Linked DNA regions of Mus musculus: region 2 is linked to region 1. Evidence: chromatin contacts called from public HiChIP or PLAC-seq data. All regions are on one chromosome and are shown on one strand. Each heading gives the region's core, a stretch centred on a gene start, on an enhancer-like site or on the middle of the called end of the contact. The rest is flanking DNA. Distances are from core to core; before and after follow the strand shown. Region 1 has its middle 20 kb from the start of Gm35433. Region 2 overlaps Kiz (kizuna centrosomal protein).

What was found. HiChIP or PLAC-seq counts read pairs in DNA pulled down with a chosen protein or histone mark.
Region 2: an H3K27ac HiChIP or PLAC-seq map of neural progenitor cells shows a contact between it and region 1, with 12 times the contacts expected there. The contact joins two enhancer-like sites. A contact is called at or near these places in 1 of 484 Hi-C or Micro-C datasets (3T3-L1-derived adipocytes), 1 of 115 datasets of contacts at active chromatin or transcription factors (neural progenitor cells) and 1 of 9 other capture datasets (liver).

What each region holds. Positions count from the first base shown.
Region 1 is chr2:146,782,911-146,790,295 of GRCm38.p6, forward strand. No RefSeq gene overlaps it. Among named protein-coding and RNA genes, the nearest start is that of Gm35433, 20 kb to the left of the region's middle. Within about 2 kb of position 4,796, at least 34 of the 459 cell types and tissues checked have an H3K27ac peak or open chromatin away from gene starts, as enhancers often do. A contact at or near this core is called in neural progenitor cells, where this site is marked.
Region 2 is chr2:146,956,464-146,963,848 of GRCm38.p6, forward strand. All of the region lies in intron 12 of Kiz (kizuna centrosomal protein), which reads left to right. Among named protein-coding and RNA genes, the nearest start is that of Xrn2, 53 kb to the right of the region's middle. Within about 2 kb of position 2,663, at least 66 of the 459 cell types and tissues checked have an H3K27ac peak or open chromatin away from gene starts, as enhancers often do. A contact at or near this core is called in neural progenitor cells, where this site is marked.

The DNA of each region.
Region 1 (7,385 bases), core at 3,546-6,045:
TGTTTAATATAAATTTAGGACTTCTCTTAGTCAGGGTTTCTATTCCTACACAAACATCATGACTAAGAAGCAAGTTGGGGAGGAAAGGGTTTATAGGGCTTACACTTTTCACATTGCTGTTGATCACCAAAGGCTGTCAGGACTGGAACTCAAGCAGGTCAGGAAGCAGAAGCTGGTGCAGAGGCCATGGAGGGATGTTCTTTACTGGCTTGCTTCCCCTGGCTTGCTCAGCCTGCTTTCTTATAAAACTAAGACTATCAGCCCAGAGATGGCACCACCCACAAGGGGACCTCTCCCCTTGATCACTAATTGAGAAAATGCCTTGCAGCTGGATCTCGTGGAGGCATTTCCCCAACTGAAGCTCCTTTCTCTGTGATAACTCCAGCCTGTGTCAAGTTGACACAAAACTAGCCAGTACAGGACTATAAGGCATTCTTTTCTTTTACTTTTTGAATTTTTAAAGATGTGTTTATTATTTTATGTGTTTGACTGTTTTGTCTACATGTATATATGTGAACCACATGGGTTCCTGGTGCCTGTAGAAGTTAGAAGAGCTCAGCAGATCCCCTAAGACGGGGATTACAAATGGTTGTAAGCCACTATGTAGGTGCTAAGGATGGAACCCAGGTTCTCTGCAAGAGCAACAAGTACTCTTAGCCATTGATCCAACTCTCCAGCTCTTCTTCTCTTTTCTTTTTAAGTCCTAGAGATGGAACATGGGTCCTCACATCTGCTAGGCAAGTACTCTGCCATTTTAAACCTTTTCATAGAGTCCATTTAACCATAAAACTTGAGAAGTGATGCTCTCATAGGCATTCCTGAAGCCCCACCCCCCCCATGAGCCAGGCACTGTTCCAGATGTCTTCTTATCTCCACTCCCTGAAACTCCATAGCAACCAGTGAGGTTGGCACTATAGTTGCATATTGTATCACCAAAGGCTAAGAGAAGTGCGATCAGGGAGGTTGACAATCACTTCTCCCAATGGCTGTTTCCTCAGGTAGATGAACCAAGAACAGACTGCTCTATGCTCTTCTTCAAACCAGTGCAAGCCAGTTCTGATGAGCAGCACAGGAAAGACACGGAGGGAGAGCTTACCTCTCAGGCTGCTCACAGGAAGGCAACAATAACCCCAGTGGTACTCAGAGGTGGAAAAGCAAAGAAGAGACTCCTGTCACTGCTCCCAGGGTTTCCAGAAGAACTCAAGAAACTGAGCTGGAAAATCCCTGTGAGCTTCTGAAGAGACCCTGGAGCAACTGTAGCGATAATTAACCAAGAGTGGCAGAGCCAAAGAAGACTTTAAGGCATCGATGGCATCCTGACTGGAAGGGATGCAGGTGCAGTAACCTCCTGGGACTGGGAAGTGAAACAAATTGCCACCATCTTAGTGAATACCCACTTTAGCTAGCCATGGATGCTCCACCCTACAATGACAAGGATATCCCAGGACAGAGAACAAGAGATAGGTATTGATTTGAGGTTATATCTGCACATAAGAGAGTCCCCTGTAACTTCAGATGACTTTGGAAATTAGTTTTTTATGGATCTCTGAAAGGCTGTTGCTCACTAATGTCTATTAGTTATTCTGAAATATTTCATGATGTATTCATTACACCTTATGTGCCGATTTTGCTGCCACTTAGTTGAAAGTTACTCTAACATATCTCCATCTAAGTATTTGGAAATAGGATGGGCAAGACTGAGAAAACATCAAAGGTTTTAAGTCAAAAACTGATAATCCATTTATACTAGAAAAAAGGTGCATTAAGGCTCTTAGAAAGGTCACTAAGTTCTATGCATGATCCTGCACAGCCCAGGTCCCCCAAATAACATCATGTCCGGTCTCCCAGCTGCTGGGAGTGATGATGCCAACAGCTCCCAGCCACCACCTTCTCTAGAGAATTGCCTTCAGCCAACAGGAACACTACCCTCCCAGGAGATTGTGAGCCTGTCCATGGGCACTAGGCTATATGAACCCAGCCATGAGCACATCACATGTGTTATAAGACTCACAAATGCCTCAAAGGAGATCAATTCCATGATGCAATTCACACCTTAGAGGCATTTTATAGGACCTGGCTGGAGTCTTGTTTAGACTCCAGACAAGAACAACTGTTTGCGTAGCATTAGTAGTACTGAAGAATTCTTTAAAAAGGGTGTGGGAACTTAATAATCTTATTTACTAGGGTACCACCTTCAGGACTCAATCACCTCCCAACCACCCTACCTCTTGATACTATCACATTGACAATATTGTTTCAACCAGAGACGTGGAGTGAACATTTAGACCATAGGTATGAGAGGGGTACTCTCATTTCTGCTCCACTGGCCTATGTGTCTATCCTGTGTCAGGCTATGCTATTTCAATGACTGTTGCTTTGTGCTACATTTTGAAATCAAAGTATGAGTGATAACATGTCTTATTATAGATACACCCTTTTATTTCTCTAAGTCTGAACTAGAATTTCTGGGTTTCATGTAATTAATTTTAGTGGAGATTACATAAGAGTTTGCATGTGCTGTTTTAATAACATGAATATAGCTTATAAAAACCAATGCAACCAAAATTATACATGCTTGTACTACAGTGCATCTATCTATCTATCTATCTATCTATCTATCTATCTATCTATCTATCTATCTTCCGATAATGTTGTTTGAGTGTACCAGCAGAGGCACACATCCACACATGGACTCTCTGTCTCTTTCCACAGGATGGTTTTTGCTGCCTCAGGACCCTGTCAACAAGAAAGTAATCACCAGAAGTCTCTAGACTTTGCACTTTCCAAACTGTGAGCCTCTATCCTTTATAAAGTAGCCTGCGTCCAGCATTGTATTATAGCAGTAAGAAACCAACCAGTAGAATATGATCTCTGGAATGCAAAGTCCTGGGAAAAGGATTCAAGTTGCCTTAGGAGCTCACCCTGAGAAGTCAACAGCATCTTCCATTAGAAGGTGACAGTGTAATTAGGGATCCTCCATTTGCCAAGGATGCTAGACCTAAATAATCTTTGAGCAAATCAGAACCTTGTCACTGCGATGCAATGATTAGCCACGACTAGTGGTGAGTGGACTGTCATGTTTTATAATGCGGTATAATGCAGCAGCAGGAGGACCTTGGCAAGCCCATGCCAAGGTGCTCCCCTGAGGAATCACGCCATGAGACAGGCCTAGTATAAAGCAGATTTACTATGAGGGGAAGGGAACGGAACCCTGAGAAGCTGGGAAACAGAGCTATGAGAGCAGAGAAGGAGGGAAGAGAGAAGAACAGAGAGGGAGAACCTGGCAGGCTGTGAGGTAAGCTGTTGTTAGGTAGCAGTTGGGCAGAGCCAACAGCTGTAAGCCAACATGGACCAGTCAACAAAGAGCTTCTCTTCTGATGACCCAGCTCTACACTCAGAGTTTGGTGGATAAAGGCAGACCCAGACAGGACTGTCATTCAGCTTCCACCAGTTACTCTCCCAAGTGGACTACTTCAGTATGTTCCCAAAAGCACTTCAGAAATTATCCTGCTGGGACCATCCTGGCTGTCAACCAAGGACCAGAACTGACTTTTAAATGGGAAAAGAAGTTGTAGACATCCCCAAATATTGGGGTGGATGCAAAGAAGACAGGCTTGATTTTTGTTTTGTTTTGTTTTGTTTTGTTTTGTTTTGTTTTGTTTTGTTTTGTTTTAGAGATAGGGTCTCTGGTATCCAAGATTAGCCTTGAATTGACTAAGTAGCCAAGTATGACCTTGAGCCTCTGATCTTCTTCTCTGTCTCCACCTCTTGAGTGTCAGGATTGCATCCCACTTGGTCCATGTGGTACTGGAGAGTGAGCCCAGGTCTCCATGCATGCTAGGCAAGCAATCTACCAACAAACCTACATCCTTTCTACTCCTCTCTGGCCTGCCTTTGGGAATCTCCTACCATGGGACAGGCTGCCTGAGTTTGTATATGTTTCCTCAGGATAGAGCCCAAAATGAGGGTTTGGGTTTAGATGACCTGCTGGGGAGCTAGTCCAGGAAGACCATAAGTGATGAAAACCAGTCAAGAGGGAACCAGATTGCAACAGTGAATGGGTTATTGCCATAGGCCCCTGTAACTCCATCCCTGGTAATCCTCTGAGAGCTTGTAAAGAACTACCTCTCTGAGAAGCAAGGATCTTAGTATTGATGGCCATTTCTAGGGTTTTAATTCCATGGCATGTGTGCTCTGCCCCCTTTGAGTACTGATAACCTCAAACAGAGAGAAGCAAGTGTACAAAGCAAGGGGACTGTGAGTTAGGGAGCATGGGCAGAACCCTGGCAGCATCTGCCACATTCCTTAAACTCAGAATGAAGAGTTTTCCCACTCGTGATAGGTCCATTCCTAATACAGTAAAGGAGCCAGTGGTACCCTGACAGTGATTTCTATCCGCCCTCACCCCCACTCTGTCTCCTTGGAGGGAGGGGGATGGATAGAGAGAGTGGGAAAACACTGATGCAAAAAATGCAAAAGACCTCAGCCTGCAGCAGAAAGACCCGGCCTGAATGAATTGCTTGTTCTCAAACAGAAGGAATTTTATTTCAATAGTTAATCCTCACGTGTTGCAACAGCTCCAAGATCACCCCCCAGACGATTATTATTTGCACAGAGTGCTGCAGGCAGGGGAAATCTTCGTGTACCCCTTTTCCTTTTAAATACGAGATCCTGCAGCCCCGCCAAGATATTTGAAAACAAATTGTAAGCTCCGTCTGCCAGCTGGGGGCATGCTGAGACAAAGGAAAGAATTTTCCTGGCAGACCTCACAGGCCAGGAGACCCTTAATCCAGGCAGACAGACTTTAACACATTCTTTCCCTGTTAGGCAGACATTCCTTCATCCTTGAAGACCTTACATCCCAAAGGTCTTGCTTGTAGCCGTAGTCAGTTTGTTCGGTTTAGACTTAGCTATAGTGTCTGTGTGATGTAGTCTTCTAATATCTGTCCGAGGATCAGCTCCAGGACTCCCTTGGATACCTAAATTCATACATGCTTAATCCTTCGAATAAAATAGTAGAAACAGTACAGTCTTTGCACAGACCTTATGAACATCCTCCAGTGTGTGCTAAGTCATCTGGAGGTTACTTGTAGTTCCCAGTACTGTAGGAATGCCATTCAGATAGCTGTTGTACTGTATTGTTAAGGCATAATAACAAGAATAAAGTCTGCATGTGTTCAGTACAGACATTTTTAGAATCTTTTTTTTTTTTTTGGTGTTGGTGGATACAGAGGGCCAACTGTATCAGTCTAAGGCAGCAGAGGAAAAAGGCTCCCCAGGGGTCCATGGTAATTCTAAACAAACAGGTGCTGAGGCTGGGGGGGAGGGGCGAAGGAGCCCACTCTGATTCCACTGAATGCTGCGTGCAGGATTTCTTCCAGAAGACAAGGAGAATTTAAGAAACAAGACAGTGTGTGTTCCACAGTGCAACCCTCGGGGTTACAGCTCATTTTGAAAGAAGCCCTTTACTAGGCAGACAACTTCTTGAGTCTCCATCAGTGGCATCCACTCTGGGAGAAATGATGCAACAAGCTGAATCACATCCTGCAGGACTCACAGGTGGAAAAGGCCGGCCTTCAACTGGTGTTTCAGTTACCTGCTTAGAAATTGCAAAGTTGTGAAGGGAAATGAATATTAAGTGAAATAGCCAACTATAAAGGATATTGTCATTTTCCAAGGGCAGGAAAGTTATGTTTAGCCTGGGAAGAGGTTTAAAAGGATGTTTATATGAGACACAGCAAAATGCACACACATAGATAGACAGACAGACAGACAGACAGACAGACAGACAGACAGACAGACAGACATAGAAAGTGAAAGATTAGAACTACTAACAAGTAGAAGTGGGGAATGAAAAAGTAAAACGTAAAAACAAAATTCTAGGCCTTTGGGCCCAGGCTTGGGAGTGTGGCCTTTGTGGCTCAGTGCTCCGAGGTGTGCTGGTCATAAAACAGATAGCGACTTTCCTCCACCCACCCGCTTCCTGGGTTCAAAGAGTGTTAATTCAAAGAATGTGCTATTGTTAGGGGCTCGTAGAAACTGTCTTGAGAAATAACCCTCACAATTACCAGGTATTCCTCATGACTCTTGTGACTTTGCACTTCCTTGTGACTCTTAACTGGTATTTTTGGTATTTTCCAACAACGCCCTTCCCACCTCCTTGAGTTGTGTTTTCTTCCTTTAAATACCCCCTGACCCAGCTACTCGGGGCGCCACGGTCCTCTACCCCTGCGTGGTGTATGACCGTGGGCCCAAGAGCACTCTTGAATAAAAATCCTCTTGCAGTTTGCAGCAAGACCGTTTCTTGTGCGTGATTTTGGGGTGTCGCCTCTCCTGAGTCAGAACGTGGGGGAGTCCTCACGTTGTGGGTCTTTCAAAAGTTATTACATAATCTTAGACAGACTTCCAAGTTCATTAGCTGTCAGCCTTTACAATTCAGTTCATTCACTCTGATTCAGTCATTCAACAAAGATCCACATGACTGCTCTGTTAGACACTGTACCGAACACTAATGACAGAACTTTGCTAGAGACAGGGGCAGGGCTCCTGCTCCTTGAGGTCATTAATCACGGATACAAGTGGTTGCTGAGATAATGCAGATTGTACATAGATTTTTTTTTAAAGAATGAGTTAAAAAATTATTTTAGTAGCTAAAAATCAGAAAGATATAAAGCAAAGGTACCAGAACAGCATTTGAAGGAAGAGTTGACAGGTTTGTGTGTATCTAGATTTTGAAAACTATCTCAGGCTGGAGAGATGGCTCAGTGGTTAAGAGCACTGACTGCTCTTCCAGAGGTCCTGAGTTCAATTCCCAGCAACCACATGGTAGCTCACAACCATCTGTAATGGGATCTGATGCCTTCTTCTGGTCTATCTGAAGATAGCTACAGTCTACTCATATACATAAAATAACTAAATAAAATCTTTTTTAAAAAAGAAAAAAAAGCTATCACTCCTTTCATACAGGTTTTTGGGTGAATCAGGCTTCTTTAGAATAAAACAGCAGGAGATACCTTTGGCGGGTCTGGGACCAAGGTGTGCTGCTAAGAGATCCACCATACAACAGAGCCAACCCAAGAGAGTTATTGGGGAGATAGGGAGCCTGAAAAGTGGGACGTGAGAGAAAGAGAGACAAAAGGAGACAGAGACAGGCAGACAGAAAGACTGGGAGAACGAACAAGACAGGAAGACACCTTTTAAAGAGGGCACATATAGCCTAGGAAAATACACAATTTATAGCCACAGTGGACCTAGGGAGTCCTGGGTGATGTAAGCTGTTGCAGCTGAGTCACAACAGGCACACTGGCAGAGTGCCAAATTTACAACGGTGCAGGTCTGCCATCTTCCCAGTCGGAAGGCAGAGGCAGGAAGATCATGAGTTAGAG
Region 2 (7,385 bases), core at 1,413-3,912, 170 kb after region 1:
AAATATTTGCCCCAGAGCCAAGTATTGTTTTGCAGCTGTTGTTTCCTCGGTTTAAGACTCAATTGACACCTCAGTGAACCACAAATTAGCGTCTACAGCTGCTCGCAGTAGGACTGCTTAGAGACCACACAAAGGAGGCTGTCAGGAAAAGGGCAGGGAGAAGACATCAGGCCTTAAGAGAAATAAAGTGGCATGTTTCTTCTTTCTGAGACAATTGATAGACGACCGACTGGCAATTGCTCTGTATTATTTTTTATGTATGGATTTTTTTTTTAAGCAAGTCTTCCAGCCACATTACTCACTCCTTTCTTATGTGTCCTTGCTTACTCCCCTTAAAGGACAGAATGTATCTTTTCACACTTGCTAAAATGTAACACTTTTTGCAAGTTTTGTGAGCTATAATAAGTTCTGTGCTGAATTTGCCATCAGCATCGATAGTGATCATGCGGTGACTTCAAGTCACTTAGGAAACATTCATAATGTGAAGCTAAACAATTGCCTGATGCAGCGCCTACTCTTTTACTTTGGACTAAATACTATTTCAAACAGCCTGGCAGGTCTCCTTTGCAGTAGCATTGCTCGTTAAAAAAAGTGTCCTTTAGATGACTGCATACCTTTGAATTTACTACTTGACCCTGCTAAAATGTTAAAACATGACCTTTACATCGCTTCTGCCTTGTGTAATGTCCAAATAACAAAATGATCTAATCCAGAAATGTCATATTAAAAGGAAATGAAAATGGGGGAAAAAAATCTGTTCATTTGTATTTTACAGAAGCATGGCAGTATTTTAGGACCTGGGCTACTTGGATGGGTTAAGTTTCTCAAAACTTGATGAGTATCCAAAATGCGTTCTTGTTTATAAGAAATTACCTTTAATACCAGGTTTTTGTTTGTATTTTTGAGAAAGTAGGAACTTACTGGGTTTGGGAGAGTGTTGAATACTATATCGGTGGGTTATACAATAAATTCAAGTTGTGTGTCTTTTAAGAGGATTTTTAAAGGTCAGTAAATTCTACAGATAGTTTCCAGTTTTAATGTTACCATTTGGCTTAAAAAATGTATCCCTTTAGTTTTTAAGACTGTCAGAAGTATTTGTCCCCATTATGTTTTAAAAACATTAAAACAAGTCCCCATCCCACACACTGAGACAGGGTTTCTCTGTATAGCCCTGACTGTCCTGGAACTCAGTCTGTAGACCAGGCTGGCCTCAAATTCACAGAGATCCGTATTAAAGGCAAGCACCACTAGTGCCTAGCATTAAGACAAGTTCTTTATGTAGGTCCTTTGAGAAGTTCTTAAACACACTTAGAAAATAATAGGATCAGATAGGACACTTTCTCAGCCTGGTCATTTATACCTGGCCCCAGTTCGACAGAGGAAAAATAGAAATTGTTTTTCTACAAATTAAAGTATGGAGCCTCTTGTTATTATATTTCTGTATGAAATTAATTTTCAAATAAATCATAAGTAATCTCATCAGGCCCCTTTAAGAAAAAGAAACCCACTAAAAGGTCTTCCAGGAACCCTCAGTTCTGGACACTTGATAGTAATCTAGCATGAAAGGCTTTGAACGGTGAGTGTGGCTTGGTGTGCTGTTCTGCACAGTTTGGTTCTTGTGCTGGGTCTCTTATTGTTAATACCCCACCCTGGGCTTTGGAGAGCTCAGGTTTTGCTGTTTGTGCCTGGCTTTGCTGAAATTTCTTAGAGGCTTACATTTAAGGATCCCACTTACTGCAGTCACTCCTTGTGCTTTATTGCTTTTACAAGTGGTCTCGAAACCCAGTACTTGAGAATAAACATAACAGTGCTACGCTGCTGTAGCACTTTTAAAAATTCTTCTTTGCTCTGTTTTGTCAGTGAGCTGATGAGCAATCTCAAAAAAAAAAAAAAAAAAAAAAAAGACCCTGTTGGACCTTTAAAAAAAATGGCTTCCTCTGATGTCCTAGAGACAATAATTATGATGTGCTAGTTAAGCCCAAACTACAGCTGAGGGATTTTACTTTAAAGCAGGGGCTTGGGCGCAAAAATGCATTTATAGCTCTTTGTCTGCACCTCATTATGTGTGGGCCTGATTCATTAAGTAATTGGTTTGCAGTTGTTTACATGAGTATTAAGGCCTTCTTTTCAGCCGCCTTTGAGAGATACATTGTGTAAATGTTGCCTGTGATGAATGCAGAATGAGGGCCAGAGGGTCCCTCCTATTGGCTAAACAGTGCACTCTGTTGAAAAGCCAGAGAAAGGGATTGGGTGCTGCTTTGCATAGCAATGACTTTCTTAATAAGCGTTACAGATTAATACACACAAGCTATAAAAGATGCAAAGAGATACTCTTAGCACATTTATACATGCTCATTTCATTGTGACGGTGGCGGCGTCCCCGCGCTTTTAGATTCCGTTTTGCAGAGCAGAGGCTTCAGTGTGTGAGCCGTAATAGAATCCGATGTTTATTGTATTATAAATCACGGGCAAGTAGGCCGATCGGCAACAGTTTATTATTAAAGATTCTTTCAGTGTAAATCTTTTTCTACCATTGTATTTGCTTCAGTAAAATCATTTTGTGGTTGAGTGGGGATGAAAGGCATGATGTACGAAGGAGTGAGTCCTAATAGGAAGCTGTTCTCCGAGTAAAGACCACTTGTTCCCTTTTGTTCCGGGGTGCATGCCAGAGCTTCCTCTCCTCTGCAAACATTGTCTCTCTTTACCTTCCCCAGGAAGCGGCTTCACTCTCCAGGATCCATTTATTCAATGGAGAGTGTATCCTCACAGCTCCCTTGTAAGTTCAGCTTACGGGTTCCCTTGTAACTCCGGCCTTCTGGTTGAATCAAGATAAGATTTTTGCTGAAAGAAAAGAGTGTGTGCTTGCAGCATAATTGCCTAGGGGAAAGGTACTAAAAGTCACCGGACCACCCGCACCCCTTAACAGGGCCACCGTGGGTGGCATTTCTTGCCAGCCCTGCAGCCATGGGATCGGCCAGCGGAGGGCGCCAGCGTGCAGCTGATAATCAGTTGGTGGCCGCAGCTTTTCTTTCTTGTCTGGTCATTTATTTTCCCTGGAGCGGTATAAAGATACTTAGATACTAATTGTCCATTGAAGTAAAAACGAAAATTTTCTGGCAGTCCTTCATGTACCTTTATAAAGTGCACATCTCCATCTCCAGCTTAGGAAATCTGCATTGACCTTACAGTTAAGAAAAGTCACTTTATTTGACGGGAAGAAGTAAACTAGCTGGCCCAAGGACAGCAAAAATTACAGCACGTGCTGTAGGAGCTCCAACTGGCCATCAGGGGGCGCTCAGACTTTGTCAATTTAAACAGCCTCGGACTTTGGCGACCTTTAAAATTTAAGATTGGTATTTGTGGAGATTTGTTGGTATGGTTATTATTTATACTTTCGTTTCTTTCTGGATTACTTTTTCTCCTACATTTTTCCCAGAAAAAAATGTCTATTTTTGAAGGAAAGAAAATCCAGCCAAAGATGCTATTTGAAAAATTTTAATACTGATTACAAATCCACAGAAATTTTTGTGGTTCACAGCCAAGATAATACATCTTCTCATAGGTGGACTTGCCTCTCTTTTCATGTGTGTGTGTGTGTGTGTGTCGGTGTGTGTGTGTGTCGGTGTGTGTGTGTGTCTGTGTGTGTGTGTGTGTCTGTGTGTGTGTGTGTCTGTGTGTGTGTGTGTCTGTGTGTGTGTGTGTGTGTCTGTGTGTGTGTCTGTGTGTGTGTCTGTGTGTGTGTGCGTCTGTGTGTGTGTGTGTGTGTGTCTGTGTGTGAGTGTGTGTGTGTGTGTGTGTCTGTGTGTGTGTGTGTCTGTGTGTGTGTGTCTGTGTGTGTGTGTGTCTGTGTGTGTGTGTGTGTGTCTGTGTGTGTGTGTGTGTCTCTGTGTGTGTGTGTCTGTGTGTGTGTGTGTGTGTCTGTGTGTGTGTGTGTCTGTGTGTGTGTGTGTGTGTGTGTCTGTGTGTGTGTGAGTGTGTCTGTGTGTGTGTGTGTAGGCCAGAGGTTAATGCTGGATGTTCTTCTTGATAGCTCTATACCGTATTTTTCAATACAAGTTCTCTCAGTGTACTTGAAGCTCATCCATTTGCCTAGATGCAGCCACTGAGTTCCAAGAAGCTGCCTGATTCCATCCCACCCTGACCCCAGCACTAGAGTTACAGACACACATCCAGTTTTGACATGGGCACTGGGGATCCAAACTCGGGTCTTCATGTTTCACAGTAGGCATGTACTGACAGAGCCATATCAGTGGCCCTCCAGTCTTACAATTAGGCCCTAGAACAGGATGATGCGTCCCACTGAGGGCCATTTCTTAATTGTCCTCAACGTCACAAGTTGTATTCTTGGCAGGATCCTCAGAGTTAATTGCCAAATTCGAGTGGACCCCAAATCCAGTAATTCAGGTGTGTTTGTTAGTGGGATGTGGATTCCCCCCCCCCCCGGTATAAGGGAGGGAATGGCAGTCAGTATGTTGCTAACATTACCATAGTCCCCAAGTCTTCTAGTCTCTAAATTTGTCCACCTTTCAGGACCAGAAGTGAGTACCAAGCCCCATCCCAACTCTTCTGCTGTTGCTGTCTTGAGAAGGCTTATTGCATGCACCCCCTCCAGATAGAACAGCCACATTCTAGTGCTCTTGCTGGCCTGCTATGTAGACTTAAAGGGTGTCCTTCATGGTACCAGGTCAGATGCCATGCCCTAATGCAACATGCTATTCCATGCCTTTGGCCTTTCTGTTGTTTGGCTGGGATACACCTACTCAAATGCTTCCTGGGCAGAGGGTGGCTGTGCCATATACCATTCTAGTGGCCCCATGGTCCCATTTCTGTCACCACCTAGCTAGGTATAGGAGCTTGTTTCCCCTCCCCATGTGAGCTTCTCATTGGTCTGGCAGGTTTATCAGCAGAGCTGGGTAACTGCTGGACTTTCTGAGAGTGCTCAGCAGTTCACTCAAGCCTTCTTCGTGATGCAAAGCCACTTGCAAAGTGCCTCACCTCTGTCTGGTTCACCTTCCTGGCCTGTGGGACAATGTGTATTCTATCCAGTTATCTACAAGTGGTATGTGTAGGAGAGGCGTATGCATTTTCAAATGGAAATCTTAGCTCACTTCAAATTAGATTGCCTTCCCAAACTGTTCCAAAGCCATCTGCAGTCACAGTTTCAAGGAACAGGAAGGAGGTGGGCGTGCTTACAGGAAGCCTTCATGGGGTCTTTCCTGGCTCTGTCCTGTATGCTGAGGAGACTTGTCTTGGTCTTGACCTTCATGAGGATGTGGAGGCTCTTGGCATATGTCAGGGACCTGAAACAGCATTCCCAGCTGTGCCCTCCTTCGGGTGCCCTTGTCTTCAGTGAGTACTTTTGAAGGCAGAACTGGAGTGTGTTCTACTTTTTTTTTTTCTTACAAAGTGCCAAGTTTCCTGTGGTATTTTCATTTACACTTAGTTTGCTGGTTAGTTTTTGTCAACTTGATACAAACTAGAGTCACTTGGAAGAAGGAATCTCAATTGGAAAACACCCACATCAGATTGGCCTGTGAGGCATTTTCTTGATTGATGATTAATATGGGAGGGCCCAACCCAACACATTGTAGGCAATCCTGAGCCTGGTCCCAGGATGTAAAAGAAAGCAGGCTGAGTAAGCCTCGGAGAGCAAGGCCTGTAAGAAATGTAAGTAGTAAGAAGTGTTTCTCTCCATGGCCTCTGCTGCAGTTCCTGCCTCCAGGTTTCTGTCTTGAGTTTATTTTTAGGCCCCGAAATCTTATAGCTGTAGCTGTTAATCTATGTGTCTGTTCATTACCATGTTGTTCTTGTTGATCTGTAAGATACCTTGAAATTAGGTATGATAATGCCTCTAAACCAATGCCTCTAAACCTCCCCCCACCCCCAGGATTGTTTTGGCTATCAGAAGTCTCTTGTGCTTTCAAATAAGTTTTAAGATTGGTTTTTCTATTTCCATAGAAAACAGCACGAGAATTTTGATAAGGATTGCACTGAATCTGTGGATTTTGGCAAAATAGCAAGTTTCATAATATTGACCCCACTGATCCATGAGCATTGAAACTTTTTCCATCTTCTGATATCTTCTTCAATTTCTCTAAAGTATTTTAAAGTTTTCCTTAGAAAGGTCTTTAACTTCCTTGCCTAGGTTTATCCCAAGGTTATATATGGTTGGAGGGCAATTGTGAATGGGATTGCTTCCCCCATTTCTCAATATGCTTGTTAGTGATATATAGGAGGAGCTGCTGATTTTTATAAATTAACTTTGTATCCTGCCACTTTGCTGAAAGTGCTTATCAGTTCTAAGAGTTTTCTGGTGGAGTTAGTAGGGTCTCTTTTTTATAGAATCTGCAAGCACAGATAATTTGACTTTTTCTTTTCCTATTTGGTTCTCTGGTGTTTCTGCTCTAGCTTAGACCTTCAGTACATTTAGTAGACGTGGAGAAAGAAGACTGCCTTGTCTTTCTTTTGATCTCACTGGAACTGCTTTAACGTTTCCCTGTGTACTGAAACAGTGTTGGCTGTAGGTTGTGAGTGTTTTTGTTTTTGTTTTGATGTCTTACTGAATTTGGTTTGCAAGCGTTGTGTAGTGAACTTTTTCGCCTATGACCGGGGAGATTGGTTTGTCATTTGTCTTGTTTTTGTACCTTTATTGACACAGGAAAATCCTGGCATTACAGAAGGACTTTGGAAATGCTCCTTTCCTGTTTTATGGAATAGTTTAAGAAGCATTGGTATTAGTTCTCCTTTGAAAGTCGGGTAAAATTCACCAGTGAATCCATCCAGGCCTGGACTAGTAAATCAGACCTTTTTTTAATGCATTTATTGTATTTGTGTATGATGTTTGCTTGCATATATATGTGTGCCACATGAGTGCCTGTTGTCTTCAGAGGTCAGAAGAGGGTGCTGGGTCCCCTGGAAGTAGAATTATCCATGTTTGTGAGTGCCATGCAGGTGCTAAGAGCCATACCCTAGTCCTCTGTGAGAGCAACATGTGTTCTCATAACTGATGGACGTCTCTCCCATTCCTCCAGGATTTTTTTTGTTTTGTTTTGTTTTTTTAAATCAGTCTCACAGTTACTGAGCCACTGGCTTAGTCACTATTCTATTGCTATGATGAGACACAGTGACCAAGGCAACTCCTATGAAAGAAAGCATTTACTTGAGTGCTTAATCAATTATGATCATGGCAGAAAGCACGGTGTCAGGCAGGCTTTGTGCTGGAAAAGTAGCTGAGAGCCATACCCTGATCTGAAAGCAGAGCAAGAGAGACCGGACCTGGCATGGGCTTTTGATATCTTAAAGCCCACTCCCAGTGACACACTCCTTCCAACAAGGCCACACCTCCTAATCCTTCTAATCCTTTCAAACCATTCAACTTCCTGGTG